Linked DNA regions of Mus musculus: region 1 is linked to region 2. The links are chromatin contacts, called in public HiChIP or PLAC-seq maps. All regions are on one chromosome and are shown on one strand. Each heading gives the region's core, a stretch centred on a gene start, on an enhancer-like site or on the middle of the called end of the contact. The rest is flanking DNA. Distances are from core to core; before and after follow the strand shown.

What was found. HiChIP or PLAC-seq counts read pairs in DNA pulled down with a chosen protein or histone mark.
Region 1: an H3K27ac HiChIP or PLAC-seq map of microglia shows a contact between it and region 2, with 6 times the contacts expected there. The contact joins the enhancer-like site here to the promoter of St7 in region 2. A contact is called at or near these places in 3 of 39 promoter capture datasets (the C10 cell line, embryonic stem cells and pre-B cells), 1 of 15 datasets of contacts at CTCF or cohesin (CD8 T cells), 5 of 484 Hi-C or Micro-C datasets (CD4 T cells, CD8 T cells, LSK cells and 2 more), 4 of 115 datasets of contacts at active chromatin or transcription factors (CD8 T cells, the SCID.adh cell line, embryonic stem cells and 1 more) and 2 of 9 other capture datasets (adipose tissue and pancreatic islet).

Annotation. Positions count from the first base shown.
Region 1 is chr6:17,647,382-17,654,363 of GRCm38.p6, reverse strand. Capza2 (capping protein (actin filament) muscle Z-line, alpha 2) reads right to left here. Exons shown (of 10, transcript NM_007604.3): 2 at 5,781-5,844; 3 at 4,310-4,361; 4 at 195-258. Among named protein-coding and RNA genes, the nearest start is that of Capza2, 14 kb to the right of the region's middle. Within about 2 kb of position 2,088, at least 20 of the 459 cell types and tissues checked have an H3K27ac peak or open chromatin away from gene starts, as enhancers often do. A contact at or near this core is called in CD8 T cells, where this site is marked.
Region 2 is chr6:17,690,214-17,696,914 of GRCm38.p6, reverse strand. St7 (suppression of tumorigenicity 7) reads right to left here and starts at 2,921. Exons shown (of 16, transcript NM_001289624.1): 1 at 2,553-2,921. The coding sequence starts at 2,703.

The DNA.
Region 1 (6,982 bases), core at 839-3,338, 42 kb after region 2:
GGTATTAGAACCAACCACTACACCTGACTTTCTGATACTACTACTTACAAAAATAAAAATGACCATTTCTATTTTTTTGTCATTAAATGCCTTCAATTAAAATGAGTAATGTTACACCATCTCACAATTCTTTCAGGATACATTTTTATAAACGAAACAAAGAGCAGTGTGATTTGGTGTTTTATGAAACATACCTGATCTTCATAGCCTTCAATTTTTACTGGTGTAAACTGGTCCAGGTTATACTGTGCAAATGCACTAAAAGAGAAAAAGGCCAATTACTTAAAATTGTAGTAATGTTTTAAATAATCACCTGCCAGTTAATCTATACACGTGTGGTTGATAAAACTGTAACTATTTTACCTATCTTTTATTAACTACAGTTAAAATACAGATATGGCTGTTTTAAAAACCAAGTAATGATATGCATCTTTTAACTTGGTAAATAAAATATAACCAGTAAATACATGCCATGGCCTCTTATGTAAGAACCTGAAAGCAATGATTATAAATATATAATGCAGATATACAACTATTTAAGAAATTATTAATAAACAACTAGGTACCGTGATACTCAAGCAGTTCCTATTGTCAAAGGTCTTTTAGTTGAATACATAAGAGAATACACAGAGATTATCAAGTAGTAGCAAAAAATAGAAAGTAACATTTGAGAATTACTAACACATTTTCAAGGAATTAAACTATTCAGGCAAAAGAAAAAACACTCTAGTATAATTTCATGAATGTGATACTAAGAAAAAGAAAGTGGGAGATGGTTCAGGGGAGATGGCATAATGGGTTTTATTGAGCATGCATGAGGACCTACATTCAGATCTCTAGGAACCTAGTAAAAGACAGAGCACTGCATTTCTATAGCCCCAATGGTAGGGGAGAGAAGCAGGCTAATGCCAGGGTCAACTGGGCAGTAGGTCTAACTAAAGGTGCGAGCTTCAGTTTCAGCACAACACCCTGACTCAAAACATAAGGTGGAGAGCAAGAGAGACAGAGACCCCATGTCAATCTCAGGCTTCTGCACATGCACACATTTAAATGAATAAATGAACACACAAAAAAGAGAAAGCATTGGGAGGGAAGCGGGATAATGGGGGAAAAAGAATGTTTTAAATAGAAGGACCATAAAAGTGGTCCAATGTCACAGGAAGAACCAACCAGCTGCTCATCAGTATTTACTGAGTTGAACTGGAAGGTTTTTAAAAACTGTTTATTATCATTGTGCTTGAATGTGATGAGGCTTGTGAGGCTGTAAGTGTGGGGGTCATAGGACAGCTTTATAGAGCTGGTTCTCTCTGTCCCTGTACACGGGTTCAGGAGACTGGACTCGGGTCACTAGGCTTGCATTGCTGGGTAGCAAGTACCACTACCCACTAAGCTATCTCACCAAACCCTGAATGGTCTTGAAGACAGAATGAGTATTTTGAGAGGCAAGGCAGTTCTAGAGGTGTCTCTAAAGAATAGTGTGACAGTAGTACATACAATGAGTCATGCAGTGTGATGACTGGAAACAGAAAAGTGGCAAGACTATGATAAAAACCCACAGCAGAAACTCAGCTAATAGTGACGAGACAGACTCAAGAAGGTTTCTCTAATGAGTGAAGAATATACTTACTAGGTAATTATTTATATGTGTGTAGCAAAAACCCAATGTATGAAAAATTATATACAGAACAAAACTGTATTCTATTAAATTGATACCATTCTATGATATCTAGTAAACATTTTCCACTTAATAATAAAGTTTTATACTTTAAGACTATAATTATTACAATAATAATAATAAATATAAAGACACCAATATAAAATCAAATCACTAATGTTGAAATCACAAATCACAAATGTTGAAATTCCCAACCCAGCATTTTCAAAACGGATGTACATAGACACAGAAGTGCAGACAGGAAGGCAGAATAGCTACACACTTGACCTTTGTAACACATCAAGTGACTTTCCTAAGAACAACCTCAATGTGGTCAGACTGCCAGGAATTTGTATTTGCAATGCCCACAGAAGGTTCATGTTCCACACCTGATGTGGCTGAGGGAGGCTGTGGAAGTCTGAGGAAGTGAGGTCTTGCTGGTGGAAGGAGGTCACTGGGGCACGGCTTTGAAAGTTATACTCATCTCTGGTTCTGGTCTTGTTCTTGCTTCCTGATCCTTACAACAGTCTCAGCCACTTGTTCTTGCTACCATTACTTTCTTGCCATTTTTACTAGAACTCTCCAAAACCATGAGCTAAACTAAATCTTTTTTCCTTTAAGTTGCTTATATTAGGTATTTTATTACAGCAACATAAAAGTAACTAGTACACTCACCCTTAAATTATTTACTTCAAAGGTTTTATTTATAAATTGAAATGAATAGTATTCATTTTTTTTCTAGTAAAAGCTACACTTAAAAAACATAAATACTTAAAAGTGGCAATCTAGGTGGACCCAAAGCCTTTTTTACTGCCCATAGATAGTATCAAACCTCATGTATCTTTAACCTGGGAGGAGTAGAATAAGAAACTTGAAAAAACATAAAATAAATGAGACATGGCAAGCTTTATCTAAACCACTTAAATCAAGTTAAATGGTACAATACAGTGCAAAAGACTCTCAATAACGGAGCAGCCAGAATATGTAGGTTTTGCTCCAACCCTATCATTAGCCAGAATGGACCTTATTTACCTATAAAACCAGGTTTGTACTAAATGGCTTCTAAATCCCCTTCCAGTAAAAGCAGACTATTCAGCATTTAAGAATCAGCCAAAGGGGTTTGGTCAGTGAGATGGTTCAGTGGTAACTAGCACACACTGCACTTGCAACGAATGCAAGTTCAGGTTAAAACACCCATGCTGGATAGCTCACAACTGCCATTCCAGGAGAGTCACCATCCTCTCCTGCCTTCTGTAGATACCAGCACTCGTATGCACATATCCACAGGCAAGCAAACACAGAGACATAAGAAAAGAAAAGAAAACTCAATTAAAAAAAATAGAATAATTAAAGTGTTCTTTCTTTGGATTCTGAAGGCCTTTGATGTCTCTGGCATTCTATTTTGTATCAGATGGCCTGATACTGAACATGTCTGAATTTGAAGAAAAAAAAATTCTTAAGAGACTTACTGATTTCATTACAGTGAAACCTGTTATTCTTTTGTCTGCTGAATAAAAGAGTATTTGGAAATATTTCAGTGTTCTAGATTTTACACTATAGGCTCTTCAGTGAGTCTGAGTTTACTTTGAATCATACTAAGTTTTGGCTTTTAGTAAAGACGCATCAACTCAATCCATTCTAAAGAACAACGATAGTTCTGCTTTTCCCCTTACAAAAAGAGGGAAAGGGCGAGATTAGAAAAGATGCAGCCACAGCCACAGTCTAAGGGTGAAACAAAGGGAAAAGGTACACATGTAGGAAAGAGAGAGATGTTCATCAACAACTCAGTATAAAAGCACCTGAAGAGGAGCCCACATTTCTGGTCATTCATTTATTCCAGTGCACTGGTGATGAGGACTCTGTTTTGTGAAATCTCCTAAATGTAGGCTATCCAAGCTTCGGACAGCTTTATTATAGCGAGTAATAATCATTTCTTTTGAGGGAAAATTCAAGTTGAGATTTGAAAACGTGTGTGTTGTGTATGATGTAGACAATATGGATATCTATGTTCTTCTGTATGTGAGTGATATGCAGAGGTTAGATTACAACTTCAGGTACTCAGTCCTTGCTTTCTACCCGATTCAAGTAGGGCTTTATGACCAGAGCTCAGTAAAGCACACTACCTGGCCTGAAAACTTCTGGGGTCTGCTGTCTCCACCTCTCACTTCTCACCAGAGGAGCACTGGGACTGCAGATGTGTGCTGCACATCTGGCTGCTGTCTGGGTTCAGGATCTGAACTCTGACCCTCATGCTCCTGTGGCTCATGTTTACCCACTTTTTGTTCAAAAGTATTTCAGAAGACACCGAACCAGATTAATTCTAAAGCCAATCACTGGCTTAAAAGTAAATCTCTGCATTTCAATACCTTGACATCATTGAGTTCCAATGGTACCAAATGAACATTTAGTTTGAAAAACTATACAAAGAACATGAGTGATGCTATATAGTATATAAGACAGTGGCAAACGTAAAAGATAATTTCATTTCGCACTTGTCCCTAACTCCCCCTGTGATTTCTCAGTCTAATACATATGGCTGTCCAAACTTTAACTGTATTTCAGAAACTCTTATGCCACAGATTAGTGCTTCATTATCGCTTTTACAACCTCTTTTCTCTCCCAGTCACCTTAGCTATGGAGATATACAATACTTACTGTGCGGCTCCTTCCCTGAGAAGATTATCATTATTAAGCAATAATCGAACATCTGCAAAACAATATTTTTTATATATCACTTTTTTCTGTTTGAATACTGTAAGGAATATAGTTTGTTTTAGTTATACATTAATACCTCCCATACAAGCATGATCAAAATTTTCTAATGACCAAACTATCCATAAATATGCACCAAGGGACTACAGAGATGGCTCAGTGGCTAAGAGCACTGACTGCTCTTCTAGAGGTCCTGAGTTCAATTCCCAGCAACCACATGGTGGCTCAGTTTTGTAGATTTAGTTTATTGTTTGCATTAAGTTATTTGGGAATTTCATGAGAATCTCACGTGAGACACTGAAGGTCCCTGCCCCCAGGTGGTTCTGGTTGGTAAATAAAGTTGCTGGCAGCTAATGGCTGGGCAGGAAGACAAAGGCAGGACTTTAGGATTTACAGGCAAGGGGACCGAAGAAGCAGAATCACCATTGCCGGGAAGAGAAGATGCAGGCTTAAATGCTGTAGAAGACAGAGTATCAATCATTTAAGAGCCATGGAAGAGCAGCCCTAGGCCACCATTGGGTCTACGGTAGCAAATATGGAATATAGATTTTAGTAAGTAATAATTCAGATTCAGAAGTATTGGAGGGGAGGTGTTAACAATGTGGAAGTTTGGGAATGGCCCAACCATTGCACCGTTTAAGGCACATTAAATGTATGGTGTGTGTGTGTCTTTCAATCAAAAATCCAAAGCAGCAACAGCTCACAACCATATGTGATGGGATCCGATGTCCTCTTCTGGTGTGTCTGAAGACAGCTAAGTGCTGTCCATATAAATACAATAAAGAAAAAAAGAAAAAAATGTGCACCACAGTATTTTATAAATCTATTTTGGTTATGTAACATAAGAGGGAATTTAGAATAAAAGAGGTCAGTTAAATAGCTGCTGCAGGCAGATATATGCAGCATCTCTAAAGAACTAAGAACAAGCCACACCACAAAAATGGTCGGATACAATTTCCAGAAAACACTTAGGACTGTGTGTGCTTCTTAGTTTGACAACACATTCACTGATTTCCAATGAGTTTGCTCTGTAGAAAACAAATCATAACTTGGTCTGTGACCAGGGGCAAGGACAAGCTTTCTGTCCTTCCACACTCTTGCAAGGAGGGAACAGATAAATATTACCACCTTTACTGAATTTTGGTACTTTTCATATACTTAAAAATAAATAAAACAAGACAGTTCTTACAAGAAAGGATCAATACATCAAGTCTTGGTGTTACCCATCATGGGGGCTCAGGAGGGCTCAGATGGGAAGGTCCTTGCCCCGGTAGCCTGACAACCTGAGCTGGACCCTCAGAACACATGGTGGAAGGAGAAAACCAACCCATGCGACGTTGTCCTTTATACAATTGTCCACACACACACACACAAATAATAAAGTAATGTTTTTAAAGGTAGTTTAAAAACTTACCATTAAAAACCTCATTAAATTCTCCAGGAGGGGCGTGAATGATGAATTTTGCTGCTATACGAACCTAAGACAGAAATGAAGATATAAATATTACAAAGATATAAAATGACAAAAACCCCAATCAATATTACACAAATTTCAAAGTTCTACTGAAAATGATTTTAAAGTATATAACATCTCTACACTCAAATACAAGTTTGCTATTACTGTTTTAACCATTTAATATAGTTAAACTATACAGGCTAAAGGAAGGTAAAATATCTAATGTATTAATACAATCAAGAATTTAAAACTGTTTATAGGTAAATATTTTCTCACAACTTTACTTCTTTTAAACAAAAGAAATTCATGAAGACCATATGTGAGAAAAGATGCAATTAAGTAGATATACTGATCACAGCTGATTTACTCAAAACTAGGTACAGGGCATGCAAACATTCCAAAATACAGAAGACTCTGAACTTCTGGTCCCAAACACTTAGAATCTTTATCCAAATACAAAACTTTATTAGCAAACCCATCCAAAAGTACCAAAAGCACTCTGAAGACTTAACAGAAAAACAAACAAAAACAAAAACTAAGCAAAATGTTTGAATGCATACTTCCCCTAATATGATAAGCACAAGACAGAAAGATATGCAGAAAAGCACACTCAGTATTCTTCATTAGAATATTGATAAAGAAATCAGGAAATACAACTCCATGCAAAACAGAAAGGCCAAGATAAAAAGGTTGTTGGTCTAGGCTCAGGACAGCTGCAGGACCCTACAATACTTATAGGAATGTAAGGTTGTACAGTGTACAACCTACATGGAAAATATTTAGCACTTCTTATAAAGTTAGGCAAATATCCTAAAATACAATAATATCATTCTAAATTGTTACACACACACACACACACACACACACACACACAATTCTACATCCACACCAAAACTTATTCAAAATTGTTCAAACTGGAAATAATTTACAACCCAAACTCCCACAAACGGGTCACTGGACAAATAAGCTGTGATTCAGCTGTATACTTAGCAATAAATAGGAACTACTGATAGAGGAAACAACTTGAATTAATTGTAAAGTACTGTACTGGAAAGAAAAGAGAAACTCAAAAGGTTAGTGCCACTCTTGAAGACTATGCATAGAACATTCATTCAACCATAGTAATATGCTTTTTAACTAATATTGGGGTTGCACATCCA
Region 2 (6,701 bases), core at 1,672-4,171:
TTATCACAGGAGGAGAGAGCACCACAGAGTTAAAGAGCAACAAAATTAGTTGAATTAGGTACAGTGGTGCACACCTTTAATCACAGCACTTGGGAGGCAGAGGCAGATAGATCTATCTCTGTAGGTTTTAGGACAGATGGCAGCAAGAAATCCAATCTCAGAAACAACGAAAAGGGAAAGAAAGGGTAGGTAAGGGAGAGGAGAGAAGAGGAGGGGAGAGGAAGGAGAGGGAGGGAGAGAGAGAGAGAGAGAGAGAGTTAGTTGGGTTGGACTGGACCCCATTTAGAGAGTTCCCTGCAAAGACTGGCTTGACCACTGGAGGGCAGTTACTTGGAGCTGTGCAAGCCAGCCAGCAAGTTCTTTCATTATAGAAAGTTGTTTCCATGGGAAAGAGAATTTGGCAAGAAAAGGAGGGAAATACGTTGACAGGAGTCTCTGGCCGTCTTCCTACAAGAACTTCTCACTTTTTTCTTAAAAGGGAAGAAAAATGCCATCCAATGTCTCACACTGCCTTTTGAAAAACCTAATCCCGGCTGCGGTGGCTCACCGCCATCCTTGGATATATCAAGAGCAGTGCTAAAGCCCTTCCTCATCTACTACATTCTCACAGAAATAGCAGAAAGATGAAAACCCTCCACGCGCTTCTCTTTTCATCCCCCTTTATGACAAGAATATGCACAAAACTCTCCAGGACAAACTGAGGCCCCGCACCACAGAGAAAAGGGCCTCTACCTGATGCCTAGGAAGGAACGAGCCACAGCCTGGCCCATCCAATGCTGAAAATCTCAATTAGAAAGGTCCCTGTGCAAACTATCTGTGAGAAATGCCAAGTCTAGTGTTGCTTGGGGCTGGGGGAGATCCCAACTCTCTTCCTAAAAAATCATCTCTCTTCTTAATCCTTCCTGTCTGTCCTGTCTAAAGTGTTAGCGTGTGGCCTCTGTGCCTTGCATATAATTCTGTTTGGATGACTATTTAACCTACTTTAAGGAAATGAGAAATAGAGACGTGTTCTGAAATAAATATAACTATATTATGCAAAATTCAAGATTTTAAAAATTCTACAACAAATTTTCTGGAAGGAAAAAAATTTGGAAGTACCTTCCTATAAATAGATAATAAAGATTCAAATTTGTTTAAAGGACGGGTCTTTGAGACTAGAATCTATTCTCTAGTCACCAAAGTCACAAGGAAAAAGCCTTACCCTAAAGCAGTTGTTCTAAACCTTCTAAATTTACGTTGAGGTGACCCACCAACCATAAAACTATTTTCTTTTTTCTCGCTACTTTGTAATTGTGATTTTGCTACTCATAATGTATATATCTGACATGCAAGGATATCTGATATGCAAGCTCCAAATGGGTCATGACCCACAGGTTGAGAATGTCTGTCCTAAGGCAAGGAACACAATATTACAATGTGACAAGCAGTCACGCTAACAGATTAAAAAAAAAAAAAAGGTGGGATCTTCGGAATAATCAGAGCCAAACAGCTTAGCATCCTCTACATTAGGATGAGCTGATTCTATGTGCAGAATTCTGTCTGCCTCCCAAAAAGACCATCCAAAGGATACTATGAAACAAACATAGTCAGCAACAGGTTCACATTAAAGGAGGTTTATAATGTTAAACAAAATGAGTACATTGTGGCAAGCATCTAAAAGGGTCCACTTCCCACTGGTCCTCCATTTCCAGTTATGGTCATGGGAAATTCATTTCCAACCTTGGTATTGTAGACAATGCAAATTAAAATAACAGAAGACAGATATATGTGAATGTGTATCTATGTCTGTAAATAAGTCAGAACTGTAAAGACTTCCCAGCGTAGTGTGCAATAAAATTTGCAGACTCAAAGGGCTGTAAGCCTTCCTTCAACGTGCATTTTGTTTCTGAATTGTCTCTGGGGTGTCCTTAGCCTAAGTTTGCCCTCCTTGGTTTTTAACATCTGGGGTGGCCTGCTGCAAGTTTATCAGGACCACAGTCACCACATACATGCACACTTGTTTAGCCCCGCGCGCTTTAGAGAGGGCTCAGCCGAGAACAGGACAACTTCAGCTGGGGACGTCAGACATTCCAGATTCCCCGCGCGCGGTCCGCGTGTCCCCTCGACATTCCGTTGGGTGACCTGACACGTCATCCACGCTCCTAGAGGGACCTACGGACATGCCCTCCCCGTCCACACCACAGCGACACCCTCCGGGACAAGGCTCTCTCTCCACTCGCGCGCGCCCTCGGCCCGAGCCATGCGTGGGCCCTGGCGGCGCAGCCGGGAGCAGGACATGCCTCCTCGGCGCGGTTCGGACGCTCGAGCGCCGGCGAGACTCGCGAGCTCCCGGGGCTCGGCGGGGACCCGCGGGGACGGAAGGGGACACTCCGCGCGCGGGGGTGGGGGTGGGACTCGCGAAGGCCGCGGGGCTGCGGCGGCCACCTGAGGCGGCGCGTCCCGGAGCGCGCGTCCCCGCCGGCCGCGACCCCGCCGCGCGACTTTGCACTAACTTTCCCGGGGCGGGGGAGGGGCGGCCGAGCGGAGCCGGGCCGGGCCGGGCCGGGCCTGACCTGTGCTCAGGTTGTCGTTGATCCTCAGGGGCACCCTCAGGATGTAGACCAGGAAGAGCACGAGGAAGAACCACACGGTCCACAGATAGGTCCACGACCACACGATGCAGGACTTGAGCTGCTCCAGGAAGCCCGCGCCCGCCTCGGCCATCTTCCGGCGCTGCTACGGGCCGCCGCGGCGCTCGCTGTCGGCCGGGATGATTCACCCGCCCGAGGCACGGCTCGAGCCGCCGCCGCCGCCAGGGCCCGGCGTCCCCGGAGCTCGCCCGGCGCCCGGATGCGGCGGGAAAGCGCGCGGCCTGCGCTCCGAGCCCCCGCCGGTGGCCTTCGTGGAGCGGTCACGTGGGCCCGGTCCCTGCACTCTCCCGGGCCATTTATACTTCTTGTACTAGTATTTTAGGAGGACAGCCCGGGCGCCGCCGAGGGACCCACTGACGTAACAGCTCGCGGGTGTAGAGCGCTTCCGAGAGCCGGGCGTGCTCCACACACTTTGTAATGTCTGGGGGGGGAGCCTGCAACAGTTGCCAGGTCCTGGGGTGATAGACGGAGGGAAACTGAGGCCCAAAGCGTTCCTAGGTCTACCTTAAAGTGGAGTCAGAATTCGGTTGCAATCAAGATTTCCAGGACGTAAACAAGGTTTCCAGGAGTCTTAAAGCTGTGTCTCCCAGGACTGGGGCTTAAAGGTATCAATGAAATCCAGACGAGCTAGAAGAGATGCACTCCTGCTCATTAGGCCTGAAGAGAAATTTTGGTTCCCTTTGTACTAGCTTCTGCTATTTGTTTTGTTTTTCCCAAACAGCACGGTGAAGGGTTTTCCAGAGAAACTGACAACATACGTATTTCTTTTTCTTCCTATTTTCCAAGTGATCGCCATTCAAACAAGTCTTTACTCGTTTTGTTTTTGTTTTTAACATATAAGCAATTCCCTAGTTTAACTTTGGCGTACTTCATCAGAACCTAATGAAAAATGAATAAAAATAAAACCACATTATGAACATTTTCCCACGGTTAAATAAAATAGTATATTTTACACAAGGCTTTAGGTGCTAGCTCCGAGTCTGTTTCTTGACTTTTAATGTATTCAATGTTAAATGAAGCAAACGCAGACTTTCCCAACTATAACCAAGACATTAAAATTCATCACTGAACAGCTTACCTTATTATAATTTTTATATTGCTCATGATTAAGCTCAGAATGCATTACCTCAAAATGGGACACCTTGTGCTGGCGTGCTGGCTGCCTTGAATGGAAGGGAATTGGAAAGGCCTCAGAAGCAAGGTGTCTCTGAGCTCCTGTCCTTTTTTCATACCTTGTGTGTCCCCCAAAGCAAAGCCAGTTCCCGGAAACCAAAATTCCCCTACTTCAAGGTGCATTGTAGAAATCAGAATGCATCTCCCTCAGACTAAACTATAAAACATGGAAAGCTCGATCTTTTCTCCCTTCCCCCTCCTCCTTTGAAGCCCCTCATTCCAGGACACTCTACCTCAAAAACCTCCAGAAGAAAGAATGTTAGGGAGAGGCCAAGAATGTGGACATGCCGGCTTTGCGAGACCTTTCCCCTCAGCCTGTCACCTTCACGTTATTACCTGAACGAAAAGAGGTTTCTCAAATTCTTTCAGGCTTCATTTATCATGCTTTTTCTTTTGCATCCTGATATATGGGAGTGTTGGCTGCGGCCCTTACAGTGGGTGTGGAGAGGTGTTACACCTTTCTGCTCCTACAAGGACTTGTAGTTTCTTCCATAGTAAAACAGGCTGAGTTAATTTGTAGATGTGGGGCCTGTTTGTGACAGTTCCAGGTGGCAAACTCAATTGCACTAAGGAGTGGTTTGGGGATTGCCTGCGAGGGTCTTTCCAGAAGAGACTGAGAAGTGAGTGTGAGCACATTTGATGGGGAATGTTCACCTTCAGTGTGTGTGAGTACCATTCAAGAACCTGGAGACCATAGAACTAGAGAGAATGTACTCTCCTTCTACCACAGAAGAGGCATTTTGACCTCTTCTTCTGTTGACATTGGCCATGAGAACTCCAGGCTTTAGACTCCAGGACTTGGACCAGTGCCACCTTCAGGCCTCCAGACTCCAACTGTAGGTTGTAATCTAAGCTCCCCTTCCCTACCATGGGTCATTCTTTGAAATTAGCCTGAGCGGCGCTACCTACTCTCTGGTTCTCCAAGACTTTCATGGAACTTCTCATACTATATTCTTCATAAGCCAATTCCCCAGTCAACCAACCCCTCCTTCCTCTCCTTTCTCTTCTCCATTCTATACTGGGCCTTAAGACATCAAGATTCAGATCACCTCTGTGTTTCTCCCAGCAATGGCCTCTAGTTACAGCCTGATTGTTACCTAGAGGGAACTATGTTGTGGGTTCCTACCACCAATTTTACTACCACCACCTCATCATCATCTATCTAAAAATGATATGTAGATGGCATATAGTATTTTGCCGGGCACTTTTGTCCTCCTGCTCCATACTACCTGTCATATATTTCTCTGGCTGCCCTTCCCAGCCAGGCAACATGTTCCTATTAGCAGATTTTTCAGAGATTCCATTGATGTACGACCTCTTTTGACACACCAATTCCATCAGACCATCACACCACTCATCCTTTTCTGAAAGATGCAGCACCAGGAGGCTAGTAGTGGGCCATTACAGCATAGGCCTACTAGGTATAGGGCTTTATTCATGATTTTGCCAATCACTAGTGGGATGCTTCTTGAAAGTTGCTAATGGCCCTTGAGCTACACAGTTTATTCATCTGTACTGTGGATTCCTTTGTTCCTATTCCAAAGGGACCTGGTATAGACTGAATGAAATATATACCAATAGTGCTATGCATGACCTGCACACGCCACGCTTTTCTCTGCCAGTAAAGTAGGGCCGTTAGTGTGAAGCAACTTGTGGTTAATTTTAGTTTCCCTCACCTCCTAGCACATACAGTACTGTTTGTCACATGGCGTTCAATAAACACTCAAGGTCATGTAAAGGAATGAAGAGAGAAACAAGATCTTCCATTTACAAATAACCTTACATTCCCATTCCTAACAAACAGATTTAACTCAAAGCTCAATTTTGAGATCTAATGGGTTTTCCTTTATGGTAAGCTTCTTTGAATGTTTGTACTATGGGCATAGTCATATCTGAATTAGATAACATGAGTTAAGAGACCCTTGGGAATTGTGTTAAAACAACATATTCCTAAATTCTTCTTAGACTGATTTATATACAGGCATGCACTGTATAGCAAGGCTTGGGAAAATGATTGGACCTCATATACAATGGTAGTCATTGCAGAATATTATAGAGTGACATTGTAGCCACCTCAGTATGAGTGCTCTATGATGCTTGCACAATAACAAAATTGTGTGATGGTGATACATGGATAATGTATGTGCATGTGGAGGCGAGAGGACAACTTTGGTTATCATTCCTATGGTAGTTTGAGTAAGAATAGCACTTATTGCCCGGCAGTGGTGATGCATGCCTTTAATCCCAACACTTGGGAGGCAGAGGCAGGCAGATTTCTGAGTTTCCGCCAGCCTGGTGGTCTACAGAGTGAGTTCCAGGACAGCCAGGGCTATACAGAGAAACCCTGTTTCAAAAAAATAAATATAATAATAATAATAATAATAATAAAAGAATGGCTCTATTTGGGAAGAATTAGGAGTTGTGGCCTTGTTGGAGGAGGTGTGTCAACAAGGGCAGACTTTGAAAAGATGATTAAAGCCGTCCCAGTGAGACTCTCTGCCTGCTACTTGCATATCAAGATATGAACACTTGACTGTCTGCCACCATGCCTTCACTTGACCATCATGGACTCTAACCTGCTGAAACTCTAAGTAGTCAAAGTAAACACTTCCTTCTGTAAGTAGCCTTGTAAGTCCAGTGTCTGAGAGATCTCGGGGGTGCAGATTAATTGAGACTGCTGGTCCTCCTACAGGTTTCTCCAGTGCCAGGATGACAAGCACACAACACCGTGCCTTGCTTTTGATTGCTTTTGATTATGGATATTGAATTGAATCCTCATGCTTGCAAGACACACACATTTTCCAACTGAGCCATCTCCCCAGCCCAAAACGTATGTTGCATTGATGAAATATTTGAGTGGAGTAAGAAGCGAATACTCATAAGCAACGAGCTCCGAAA